Linked DNA regions of Pan troglodytes: region 1 is linked to region 2. Evidence: chromatin contacts called from public Hi-C data. All regions are on one chromosome and are shown on one strand. The core of a region is the stretch at or near the end of the contact, and the rest is flanking DNA. Distances in the headings are between cores, read along the strand shown. Region 1 overlaps PLXNA2 (plexin A2). Region 2 overlaps PLXNA2 (plexin A2).

The links. Hi-C and Micro-C count contacts between places; a contact is called where the count stands out from the background.
Region 1: a Hi-C map of stem cell-derived neural progenitor cells shows a contact between it and region 2, with 3 times the contacts expected there. The contact joins two enhancer-like sites. A contact is called at or near these places in 1 of 7 Hi-C or Micro-C datasets (stem cell-derived neural progenitor cells) and 1 of 1 datasets of contacts at active chromatin or transcription factors (stem cell-derived excitatory neurons).

Annotation. Positions count from the first base shown.
Region 1 is chr1:41,006,024-41,011,723 of NHGRI_mPanTro3-v2.0_pri, forward strand. PLXNA2 (plexin A2) reads left to right here. Exons shown (of 32, transcript XM_016937865.4): 5 at 893-993; 6 at 5,180-5,303. The region is part of intron 1 of LOC129135943 (a long non-coding RNA gene); the gene reads right to left. Among named protein-coding and RNA genes, the nearest start is that of PLXNA2, 170 kb to the left of the region's middle. Within about 2 kb of position 1,903, at least 10 of the 24 cell types and tissues checked have an H3K27ac peak or open chromatin away from gene starts, as enhancers often do. A contact at or near this core is called in stem cell-derived neural progenitor cells, where this site is marked.
Region 2 is chr1:40,871,666-40,878,130 of NHGRI_mPanTro3-v2.0_pri, forward strand. All of the region lies in intron 1 of PLXNA2 (plexin A2), which reads left to right. Among named protein-coding and RNA genes, the nearest start is that of PLXNA2, 34 kb to the left of the region's middle. Within about 2 kb of position 5,081, at least 6 of the 24 cell types and tissues checked have an H3K27ac peak or open chromatin away from gene starts, as enhancers often do. A contact at or near this core is called in stem cell-derived neural progenitor cells, where this site is marked.

The sequences.
Region 1 (5,700 bases), core at 653-3,152, 130 kb after region 2:
ACCCATTCCCAGCCCAGCAAAAGTTTTTGCAGCCCAGCAGCCTCCTGCCCCAGCCAGCAACAGATACCTAGGACATATCAACTGGAACACTTCAGTCCTCTGGCCCCCTTGCCTGGTCTTTATTTTCACCCCTGCTGTGCAAGTAGGGGTGAGTAATATCCAGACAGGCCCAGCTCAAGCCCCTGCAGGGCCCCAGCAGAAGACCAGGAGGAGTGTGCAAGGGCTACACTCTCTGGGGGGCAGGGTCTTGATCTACAAATTCCCACTTTCCAGGCAAGACTGAATCAGGCAGCTCTTTTCTGTGGATGTTCCCATTTAGCCAGACTTTTCAAAGGATGGGAGATTTGCTAGAGAAACTGAATGCAGACATCAGAGAATGGGATAATTGGATCCAGGTGGTATATTTGGTTGGCTGTAAAGAGTCTGTGCCATACTATGAATATTATTTGATGGGAAAAGTTTCTCCTTTCCCTTTTTGAATGTTTTCTGTGTAGGCAGGATGTCTCAGCCCAAGCCCAGCTGAAAGCTCTTCAGAGATGAGTTTGTGCCACTCAATAGCCTTTCAACAGAGTTAACCATTTTCAGTACTTGCCACTGGCTTGCCCAGCTCTCGGGAGGATGCTAGTGGAGGGCAGAAATAGATGGAGCCTTTGCTGCTACCTCTCGCGAAGGCAAGAAGTCTTAGGGCTGCCACTCAGAGACACACTCGGCTTAGCCTACCTGCCTTATGCAGGTAAAGAGATTGGGGACATTGAGGCCATGACTTGCCGCCCAGTATCACCTCTTTAGGGGAGTTGACAGTGCAAGTGTGAGTACACACAGGACTGTGTGACACACACCTGCTAGTCGTCACAGCCTAACCTCACTGTACCCTCTTTCCTCTCTCTGCCAGGTCACCAGGGTCCCCGTGGAGTCATGTGAGCAGTATACGACTTGTGGGGAGTGCCTGAGCTCTGGGGACCCTCACTGTGGCTGGTGTGCCCTGCACAACATGTAAGTTTGGGGTATACTGGAAAAGGGTTTGGCATGCAGAAGACCGGGGCTTTCCGGGAATGATGGGATATGACAGTACTTTGCAGAGACAGAGAGGAATTGTCCTCTTCAGAGCAGTAATTCTAATCGTGGCTTCAGTGTTGAGAGCAGGAAGAGGCAAAGAGGCCATGGGTTGGCCTTCTTTCTAAGTGCAGGGTCTTTGCCTCTCTTCTTCCATTTTACTTCCAAATTCAGCCCTTCAGCTGCTCTGAAGTGAGGTGCTTATATCCTTGTGTCTTTGAAAGAACTCACAAGGGATACTGTAGTCTTTAGGTTTCCCAAAAACTTCTTCAGTGTAGCCTGAAATAGGTGCCCCTCTGTGCCAAGACTGTGCAGATGGTGGTGCACTGGCATTGGGAGGTTTAGACTCCAGCTAGCTGCTGTGTGACCCTGGATGGGTCCCCTGACAACTCCAGGCCTCTGTTTCTCCATTGCTGTTTAGGGAAAATGCCTATTTCACAGGTGAATTGTGAAGACTGAATGAAATAATAAATGCTTTGGTAATAAGGAAGCCCAGAAAAGGCTACACAAATCAGAATAATTATCATGGACCCTATACCCTTGGGAGGACCCTTCTGGCCTCATTATTTTATGATTCTAAGAAGTTCACATCTCACTTCAACTGGCCTCATCATCTGCCGTTGAATACCAACTCAATATAAATGCTAAATCACACTTAAACTTCCTAATTTGAAGAGCCCCAGGGGAAGAGAAAGGGTGAAAACCCCGAAAGACAGGAGCTGGCTAGGAATTCTGTTGCCCAATGGAGTTGGAAACTCCAGGGCTCCGTGCCAGCCAGCAAAGCATCTCCATGAAATGAGCTGGGTTTGGGGTGGAGGCGGAGGCGGAGGGCCAGAGTTCAGGGTCCTGCACAATAGCTCTTGGCTTCCAGCCTCTGCAGCAGGTGTTGGGAGGGCTCTGGAGGGAGGGAGGGAAGCTGGTGCCTCACAGATGCAAAATCTGGACTGGATTTGAGCCCGTGAATACTGGGTTCCCTGCTTGGGTTTTGGAGGTAAAAGATTGCTCAGAAAGTTTTGCAGAAATTCTCTTAGCAGACCTGGACAGTGTGTCTCCATTTAGGTCAGACAAGTGGTAAAGATGCTAATGTTGTGCCCCGGAATGGCAAAAGGGGGTAAATTTTGGTTCCCTGCAGTGAGGCTGACCCACCAGCCAGCAGGCAGGGTCTTTCCTCGAGAGAATTTCTTTCTCCAAAGAACCTGACAGCCTGCTGCCAGCTCTGTGCAAAGGGCCCTGGGCAGCCTGCCCTCTAGCTCTGCAGTGGTCATGTCCAGCGGTACCTCCTACTCCCCATGCCTCCGCCACTCTGTCCTCCCAGCTTCAGTGCCTGTGGCACTTCTCCCATGTCGAACACACCAAAATTATAGATCGGGGATTATCATTTATTCAACAGCAAGGACGTCTGTTTTCCCCATCTTGAACAAGTGCCTATAGATCTATCAGCAATGCCTGGGCCTCCCCGCTGCCGCAAACCACCCGGTCTTCCTCCTGGTGCAGGTCAGCCGTGACTGCTGGAATTAGCCACATCAGAATAGTCCCAGGTTTCCTCTGTCCCCTTAACTCCTTAACTCTTTAGAGAATCCTCCCTACCTACCAGGACACTCATCTCCCAGCTTCTCCGCCCCAAGAGCTCGCGGAGAACAAGATTTTTGCTGTTTATACCCAGAGGTTTCTCTGCATCTGGTCATTCTCTTCTTCACCAGACCCTCCTGCAGTGCTCTCCCACCTGCCAAGCAGCAGCCTGGTATCAGGCGTGAGGAGATGGGGGAAGCTGCAGCTCCCGGGTCCCCACGGTGGCCTCTTTAATGGAGGCCGAGGGCTGAGGAGCCTCTGAGGGGTTGGGGGGAATTGAAGCCTTCCTGTCTCTTCTGTATGCCTTGCTCTTGCAAGTGTGTTATTGTCTCCAAGGCTATTTATCTCTGTTAGGGCTGTTGCCATAAATAGTATGATAAAAAAGAGCCATTTCAGTGAGTCAATGAGATAAAGGCTCCAGTCAAGAGCTCACTTTAGAGCTATCTTAAGGATTCACTTAAACCTCAATAATTCTTTTCTTTGACAGCATTCATATTTAGATCCATTATGTGCCTGAAAAGGAAGAGGGGGAGGAGTTTGGGGGGGGTTAGGGTGCGAATCACTGCTTGATTGTGGAATCACTAGTGTCCCGATGGCTATTTGGTTTGGACACACTGGCACCAGCCGTGGAGCGGGTTTCCATGTGACAAGGCAGACAGTAACCTGAAGCTCCCGAGTGCTGGTGTCACCTGCCCACCTGCTACTGTGGGCAGGGGAGCCTAGAGCCCGAGATGAAGATGTTGGGAGAAACAGCCAAACAAGCTTTCTGACAGAGGCAGCCCTGGCTGCAGCACCTTGTCTGTCTCTCTGTCTCAAGGCATTATTTCGTGACACAAACATTTATTTAAAATATACCATGTGACAGGTAGAATATCCCAATGAATAAAACATGGCCACTGCCTTCAAATAGCCATTAATCCACCCACAAGATCATATGCACACTGTCCCACACTGCCAAGACCCTCTCCTGTTTTCTTAAAAATTTCTCTGGAGGAAAATGATAATATGAATCATTATCAGCATCATTAATATTAATATTATAAGGGCTAACACTGTCATGGCACCTACTATGCGCCAGGCCATTTTCTAAGCACTAACTCCTTTAATTCTTACACCAACCCTGTGAAATAGGTATTATCATCCTCCTCCTCCTTTTTCTTTTTCTTTGAGATAAGGTCTCACTGTGTCACCCAGGTGAGAGTGTAGTGGTGCAATCACAGCTCACTACAGCGCTCAAGTAATCTAACCAACTCAGCCTCTTGAGTAACTGGAACTAGAGGCATGTGCCACCGTACCCAGCTAATTTTTTTTTTTAGAATGGGGTCCCACTATGTTGCCCAGGTTGGTCTTGAACTCATAGGCTCAAGCAATCCTCCTTACCTTAGCCTCCCAAAGTGCTGGGATTACAGCTGTGAGCCACCATGCCTGGCCAATCCTTATTTTTTTTTTTTTTTGCAGTTGAGGAAACTGAGGCAGAGAGAGATTAAGTAGCTTGTCCAAGGGTCGCAGCTAGTAGGTAACAGGTCTGGGGTTGGAACCCAGGCTCTTTGGCCCCAAAGTTCATTTGCTTTTCCATGGCTGTGCTGCTTCTCAGGTCCCACAGGCTGCCCTCACTCTGTGGTCTCAGCATCCCACAGTGCTGTAAAGAGTCATTCTAGGGCCAGGTGCGGTGGCTCACACCTGTAATCTCAGCACTTTGGGAGACTGACGCGGGTGGATCACGAGATCAGGAGTTTGAGACCATCCTGGCCAAGATGGTGAAACCCCGTCTCTACTAAAAATATAAAAATTAACCGGGCACGGTGGTGGGTGCCTGTAATCCCAGATACTCAGGAGGCTGGGACAGGAGAATTGCCTGAACCCGGGAGGCAGAGTTTGCAGTGAGCTGAGACCCTGCCACTGCACTCCAGCCTAGGCAACAGAGCAAGACTCTGTCTCAAAAAAACAAACAAACAAAAATAACAGAGTCATTCTGAGGCAGGAAAACAGGGTCTGGAGGCAGGGAACATAAGGCTGATTCACACTTCAGCTCTGACAGAAAATATCCTCTCCATAGGCGTACACTGGCTGTAAATGACTTTGTAACTTTACTTCATCCTCTTCATTTACATAAGACATACTCCAAGCAGAGGGTATTTAAACTCCCCCAAAATTCTGTAACAGGGCCTTTGAGCCCCTATGCTCAGGCCCGCTCCCGCACTGTGGAGTGAACTTTCATTTTCAATAAATCCCTTCATTCCTTCCTTGCTTTGTTTGTGCGTTTTGTCCAATTCTTTGTTCAATACATCAAGAACCTGAACACCCTCCACTGCTAATTCTTTATGTCGAAACTGGATCTCTCATGTTGGGGATTAATCCTCTTCCCTCTCGGTCTGTCCTTAACTGCGACGGAGACTGTCTGAGAGTCACCAAAGCCCTCCGGAGTACAGTAAAAGTCTTCTTCAGAAGACAGGACACAGGCCTCAGGGCAGCAAACTCCCATCCTGCCCAGGGGACAATGGAGCCAAACAGATGGGTCCCAGAGGCCTGACCTCTTGTGAATCTGTGTTTATGGCAGGTGCTCCCGCAGGGACAAATGCCAACAGGCCTGGGAACCTAATCGATTTGCTGCCAGCATCAGCCAGTGTGTGAGCCTTGCAGTGCATCCCAGCAGCATCTCAGTATCTGAGCACAGCCGGTTGGTAAGTAACTCATCCAGGGGCATGGGGAGAGGGAATACAGTGCATGCACCTGTGTGGGTGTGCTCCATTCACGCTTGCACAAGTATCTGTAAATTGATCAGACTTTAAATCCAGTAAGGAGACTTTATGATTATAGCAAAAGTATGGCAATGCCTATTGTAAAGGGCATAGTCATTCTCCAGTTTCCCTGAAAATTCATTACCCATTGATCTGTTTTGTAAATCTAGATTTTGCATTTAGTAACAAACATCTGCAACATAATGCAATCCAATACCAAATAACACATTCTTTAGTATCTGCTGCATTTACAATTCTCCACTCGCTGCACTCTTAAAGAAATCTGCGAGTTGCATGTGTGTATGTGTGTGTGTGTGTGTGTGTGTGTGAGAGAGAGAGA
Region 2 (6,465 bases), core at 3,831-6,330:
TTTCTGGCCCAACCCCGAGGGGCCTTCACATGCTTCTCATCTCCCAACTCCCTAAATGCAGATTTTTGAGACTCTCAGGTAGTAGGAAAACTGCTCCTGAGGAGACCTTTTTTTTAAAGAGCTTTCAGGAACTGAATGCATGTCAACATTGTATCGCTGATTTAATCTTTTTCATCATATTCTCTGTGGGAATCTTTCTCTGAATTATAATTCCCCCTTTCATTTCAGCAGAGGACAATATTGAGAGACAGCAGAGTCCAGAGGCTTTTCTCATCTAAGGAGATAATAACTGCCTAACAGGGGCATGGAAAAATATTGAAGTATTGGGATGGGCAGGAGACCAGAGAGCTTAGCAGCGTCTCTTCCAATCTGATAGCATCCCTTGATAGTTCATCTTGGTTTGCTTTAACTCAGATGTACCTGGAGGTCAGGGCAGGGGAAAGGGAGGATAGAGAAAAGAAAGAAGAAAAACACGATAAATGTATCATGTTATGAAAGTTTAATTCTGCTTTTCTTTGGCTAAAATTACTTTGAGGGTGAAAAATAAAAGGTAGTGGAGTTGCCCTTGGAAAGTTCAACTTGTCTTTCAGAGGGAAGAGGAGGAGGGATCCCAGGGCTCCGAGTGAAGAGCTGGTGAATGAGCCTGTCTCCTCTGATCCCCCCAAAACACACATATTCTCTCCGAGGCTTTGAGAGGATGGAAACTTCTGACAGAGGAACCCTAGCACCTCCCAGCCCTCTTGAAGGAGTTGTTCTCCCAGGTTTTCTCTTGTTCTATCTAAACAGCCTCCCTCTCAACCCTAGTATAGAGGGATAGAAGAAGGAGAGATTCTTGCCCTTTGCACTGAACCAAATAGGATGACACTGAAAGCGGGAATTGGAATTCATTTAAGTTTAAATAAATAGGGATCGATCACCTGTGTGGTGCCAAGAATGTGGTAGCTCCCTCCTAATACAAGGATGAAAAAGTAATAGATCTTACCTTCAGGGCATTTACAGTACACTCAGGGAGTGGAGGAAGAAATTGCATAGCCAAGTACCCCCAAATACCTTTAGTAAAAGGCAGAATGGCATTAACAGTGTGTACTAGGGGGTCAGAGGAAGTGAGAGCAGACAGCTCCTCAAAGCCTTTGCTTTAAGTCATGGGAGGTGAAGATTTCCAGGAGAGACTCAGAGGTGCTGGAGAACTTCACGGTTTCCTGTGAAGAAGGATGACTATTTAATGCTCTCGCAGTCTCCAGCCTCTCACAGCTACCCGTACCTACCCAATTTTCCCCTCGTTCTTCTCTGAGGATTTTAAACTGGACAGCGCTGGAGTTGTTTTCTATTAGTCAATATCCTACAGCAAGGACTCCAGGGTGCACACTCCCAAGGATTTTCATGTTGTATTCTATGTAAATTGCATCCCTTTCCGGTACTTCTGGAGCTGGCGTGTAGAGGCCAGTGTGGTGCCTCAGGAAATATTATTACTCATCCACATTCACATTTAAGTGTCCAGAATCCTGCTATTATGCATCTACTCTTATCTGAATGAAGTTATTAAATGGAAGGACCTGAGAGGGAATATTTGGATTTTATCCCTACACCTTGGCTGTCCACTCCTCGGGCTGCCTCTGCCATGTGCTTGCTACCTGAAGAAGGAGCCAATCTATTTAAAGCTTTCTGTCCATAAAGAGGATAGAGGGATACTAATAGAGAAAGGTTAGGAGGATGAAGATTTCAACTCAAAGAGAAGGTAGCCATTCTCCTTTAAGCTTTCTGTCCATAAAGAGGGTAAGGGATACTAATGGAGAAAGGTTAGAAGGACAAAGATTTCAACTCAAAGGCAGTCTCTAATCCTATAAAGGAAGGTCATGCTCTCCCTGCACCTTGTCTGAGGCTGGGGGAGCCACATCAGTGATGCTGTCAGGGAACCGACCCCTGCACTGGGAAGCGCAGAGCTAGGGCCATACTTGGGCTTCAAGAGGCCTGTGAAACCTTGGAGATTCTATATCTTCAAGAATGATGTGGGTATGTGTAGTCTTGTATTTCTGAAGAGAAGGAGTTCTTGCCCCCTCCACAATGTAAAGAACCACTAGATTCCAGTCTCTAGAGCCTTTCCTAGCCGTCATTTCCACTTCTGCTCTGGTGGTGGAACAGGGCTTTGGATGAGGAGCTGTAACCCCAGTGCCTCTGAGAGTGGTAGACAACTCACTGAGTGAACAAGAACACGCCAGGGACAGCTCAGAATGTCAGCGGAGCCTATGGATTGTGATTGCTCTGTGACTATGGGCAGGTCTTTTTACCTTTGAGCAGGGGTTAGAGGGAGCAGCCGGCCAGGCAGTGTGCTCCACCCTTTAAGGGAGAGAGGGTGGAAGGTTCAGGAGCAGAGGAAGGGGTGTGTAGAAAAGCCCTGCCTTGCCTTATAGAGGCAGCAGGACCAGCGGGCAGACAGAAGTGGCAAGAGGGGATGTTGCTGCTTTGAAGTGGTTTCCTGCTTCATAAAAGTGAAAGGCCTCGGCTGGGCTGGGTAAATATTACGTTGGCCTCTGACCTCCCACCTCCCCTGACTGCTCCCCGGTTTCCCATTTTTTTCTCCTGAGGAACAAAAATACCTGAAGGAGAAGAGCCAATTTTTTGAATTTCACTGAGAACAGCGTTCTTAGCGGGACCCCAGCCCAAGCCAGACAGGAAGACCCAGGCTCCTTCCCTGTCCACAGGCAGGAGGCCCCTCGTGAGTCAGCAAAGCTCTCGTTCCAGGTCTCCACTCCATGTTTTAGGGCAGTGGTGTTTTCCAGGAGCAGGGCCGGCTGGGATTTCACAGCGCCCTGACAACACTGATGCCCCACCCTGACTCCAGCTGCTTAAAACTTTCTAACAAGTCCCTTCACTCTCTGTGACATTAAAACCCAGGCTACCAGGTTTTCTGTAAGGCAAACACCCCACCCCCTGAGGTTTATCTGTAAATGAACAAAATTGGAGTCTACCGCCCCACTCTGAGTGACCCACAGGGGGTCAAGTTCTTCAAGTTCTTCAGCTTTCTTGGCCCACAGACTTAGAGAGAAAGATCTGAACTGTATGGGGAGCTGGAAGCCCCTCCCAGCACACTCCTGCAGGAGGTTTAGGCCCCACTGAGATGGTTGAGAGCAGATGGTCAGGAAGAGCCTGGTGTCAAAGAATCAAACAGGAACTAAGTGCCTGCCTTCACACTTGTAGCCCTTCCCACTTCCTAAAGATTTCTCACCTGTTGACCGGTGCTCACCCTCCATTTGTTCCCTGGTCCCAGGAGGGAGATAAGAGGTTAGTTACGCTCTGGCAGAATTGGCTCCTGCCCCTTACCCAGCACCTCGGTTTCTCCATCTATATAATGGAATGAATACTCAAGCACCTTCACTTGTCTTTGTTTCTGGAGCCAGGCCCAGGAAGAGGGTGTTAGGAAAGTTGGAAAAACGACAAGTGCTGGAAACAAGGAAAACTATTCTAAATTTTGGAACAGGTATAAGAAGCGAAACTAGGGTTATTTTCCCCCTCTCTCTACAAATTTGTTTGGAATTTTCTGAGAAAAGTAAGATTTTATTTAAAGAAAATCTCTATGCTAAAGAATAAAGGGCTGAAGACTTGGTGGAGATGGGACATAGAGAAGAAAGCCAATAGTGGCCCTGCAAGGAGACCACATTCAGGGCTTGTGGTCAGCATTTAGCCAGTGGGATTGGAATTTGAATTCTGACTTTGCCGCCCTTGGGTTTTTAGTGTCTTCAGAGCTCTGAGAGCGTACATGAATGACACTGTCGTAGGATTGGTAGCTTGGCATTGCTGTGGGAGTCAACCCTTCATGGAATAAGAAAACGCAGAGCTCATGGGTATCTGGCTGCCTGGCTGCAACAGGGCTTGCATCTCTCCTGCACAGAGTAGCTTTTACCCAGGCCCACACAGTGGATGTGAAACCCAAGTCCAAATTGGGTAAGTGCATTGCCGTGAGTCACACAGCAAGCTGCCATTCACTGCCCTCCAATTGCTAGGAGGTTTGTTTGCCCCAGCGTCACCCACCACACTCTCTTGATCTGCCCACTTAGCTACCTTTTCTTTCCAGTCTCTTGTCCCCTGCACTGTGCCCAGTGACCTCCCCCATCTCTCTCTTCCTTGGTTTTGAGCAGACAGGCATCTCACGAGAGCTCCTGGGGTCAGGGACATGGATGGAGCAGACACATCACAGAGTGTGTTAGCAGGAGTGGAGTCCAGGAGCCCAAGCTGGACGCTGGGGCTCAGGGATCAGATCCTTGGTAGCACTGATCATCGGTCAAAACCTAGCAGGATGTCTGGGGAGAAGCATTAGCTGTCTTCTAGTAGGCCAAGAAGCTCCCCAGGCAACACAAGGAGCTTTGTCCCTGTTGGAAATGCAGAGTGCGGGATGGGGCCTGTGAGAGGAGAGTCCTAAACATCCCATAGCACTGTCCAAGAGCCTGCTGCAGAAAATGGGGTCAGCAAGAGCCCTTGATTTTCCTTTCTAAATATTATTTTTTAAGAAAGAGTTTGAACTGCAGAATAAATAGGTGTTTGGTGTAGAATACTTGGGAAATGTTTTTGAGTGTTTAATAGTACCTTTTACCCGGGCCCACACAGTGGATGTGAAACCCAAGTCCAAACTGGGTAAGTGTATTTCCCTGAGTCTCACAGCAAGCTGCCATTCACTGCCCTCCAATTGCTAGGATGTTTGTTTGCCCCAGCCTCACCCACCACACTCTCTTGATCTGCCCACTTAGCTACCTTTTCTTTTCAGTCTCTTGTCCCCTGCACTGTGCCCAGTGACCTCCCCCATCTCTCTCTTCCTTGGTTTAGAGCAGACAGGCATCTCACGATGAAGCAGTATTCCCTGTGAGAACTGACCTCTCCTCTTCTCTTCCCATCTGCCGGCCCTTAGCACACACCACAGCCCTTCCATGATGCTGCGCAGTGTGGTGTCAAAAGACCCCCCCTTTTAAATAGCTCCAACCAGCTTTCCTCCATCCACAGCAAGCCTTGATATTTGCACAGTCAATGGCTCTGGCAAGGCCAAGCTGCCCCTCCCTCCCCGAGAGGCACTGTGGGCACTGTTTGTGTTTCAGTCTCTATAGACTCAGCATTCACAACTTGAAGAGGCTGAGACAATGACCCAAGCAGCTGCCTGCAAACTCTGCTGGCTGGGAGGCACAGAGAGCTCCAGTCTCACAAGGCTGCGAGGGAATGAGAGGCAGGGAGGGTCGCCCCAGCTTGGATTTGCACACCATGCACCTGGGAGCATTCTCAGGCAGCTGTGGCTGACCTGGAGGAAATGAAGGGGGCTGGGATCCAGAGAACCTGGTCTAGGCCACCCGATTGACTTCCACTGCGGGCCCCCAGCTTCCTTGGCCAAATTTTCCACCAACAGTGCAGTCCCTGGGGGCCAGGAAGAAAAAGCAGGGCCCTGGGGAAGCAGCCATGTCTGGCCTGGGGATGGGAAGAGGCAACATTTGTCTGCATAGAGAAAAATAGGAAGCTTCACCTGGGAGAAGAAAAAAAGATACGTTCCTTGCAAGAAATTTTAAAGTTGGTGCAGCATAATTTCATTTGACTGAACAAGTGTTTATAGAATATCCATATACCGAGTATGATAGAGGGGAGACAAGTCATTGTCCAGGCTCTTGAGGAGGTTTCAACCTGGCAAGAGAGGGTATGCACGCAAATCATCGTCCTACAAGTCACAAATAAATATTACAAAAAGACAGAAGGAGAGAGATTAGCCAGAGCTATCCCAGCCTGGAAAAGGCTACTTAGGGAGGGAATGGGCTCTACAACATTTAGGGAATTCAAGCAGAGGCTAGAAGATGGCCAGGTCTCAAGAAGAGATTCCTGCATAGAGCAGAAAGATATCGTAGCTGATAGCTGAGGTCTCCACCCACCCTAAATCTTCTAAGCTTGAGTTCCCTCTTTGCTGCTAAGTAAATCCAAATTCAGTGGAGGAAAAGGCTGTGTTATGAAGTGGAGTGTCAGGTCCATACGATTGAATTCCAAAGTAAGTGAAGTTGGTTCTCACACCTTCAGGCCCATGGCAGTCTCCACCGAGCAGGGTGCGAGGAAGGCTAGGCTGGGATTAGCCCTGGTCTCCTCTGGAGCCAGAATTCTCCTAATCACGTTAAAATTAACACTCCCTCTACAAGCAGGAGCAGACCCCTCTGAACTGAGATTTGGTCAATTCTCTGCTTGCACAGCTCTAACTTCTTCTAATCATTGTCATAAACGGGACGGAAGCAGCTGCTCACTCCAGTCTATTATCAGCTTGGTTGGAGACAGAGAAATTTAAATGACAGTAAGATGCTTAGCAAAGAAACGAAAGTCAGTGTTAAAAATAAAGAAAACAAGACAGCTTGTTTCATCGAAATAGAAGGGTTATTAAACAGGCCTGAATTAATCAGTGATCTGCCACTGTCGGGAATTGAAGAGCAGCAGGGCCAGGGCTGAGAGCTGGGAGGA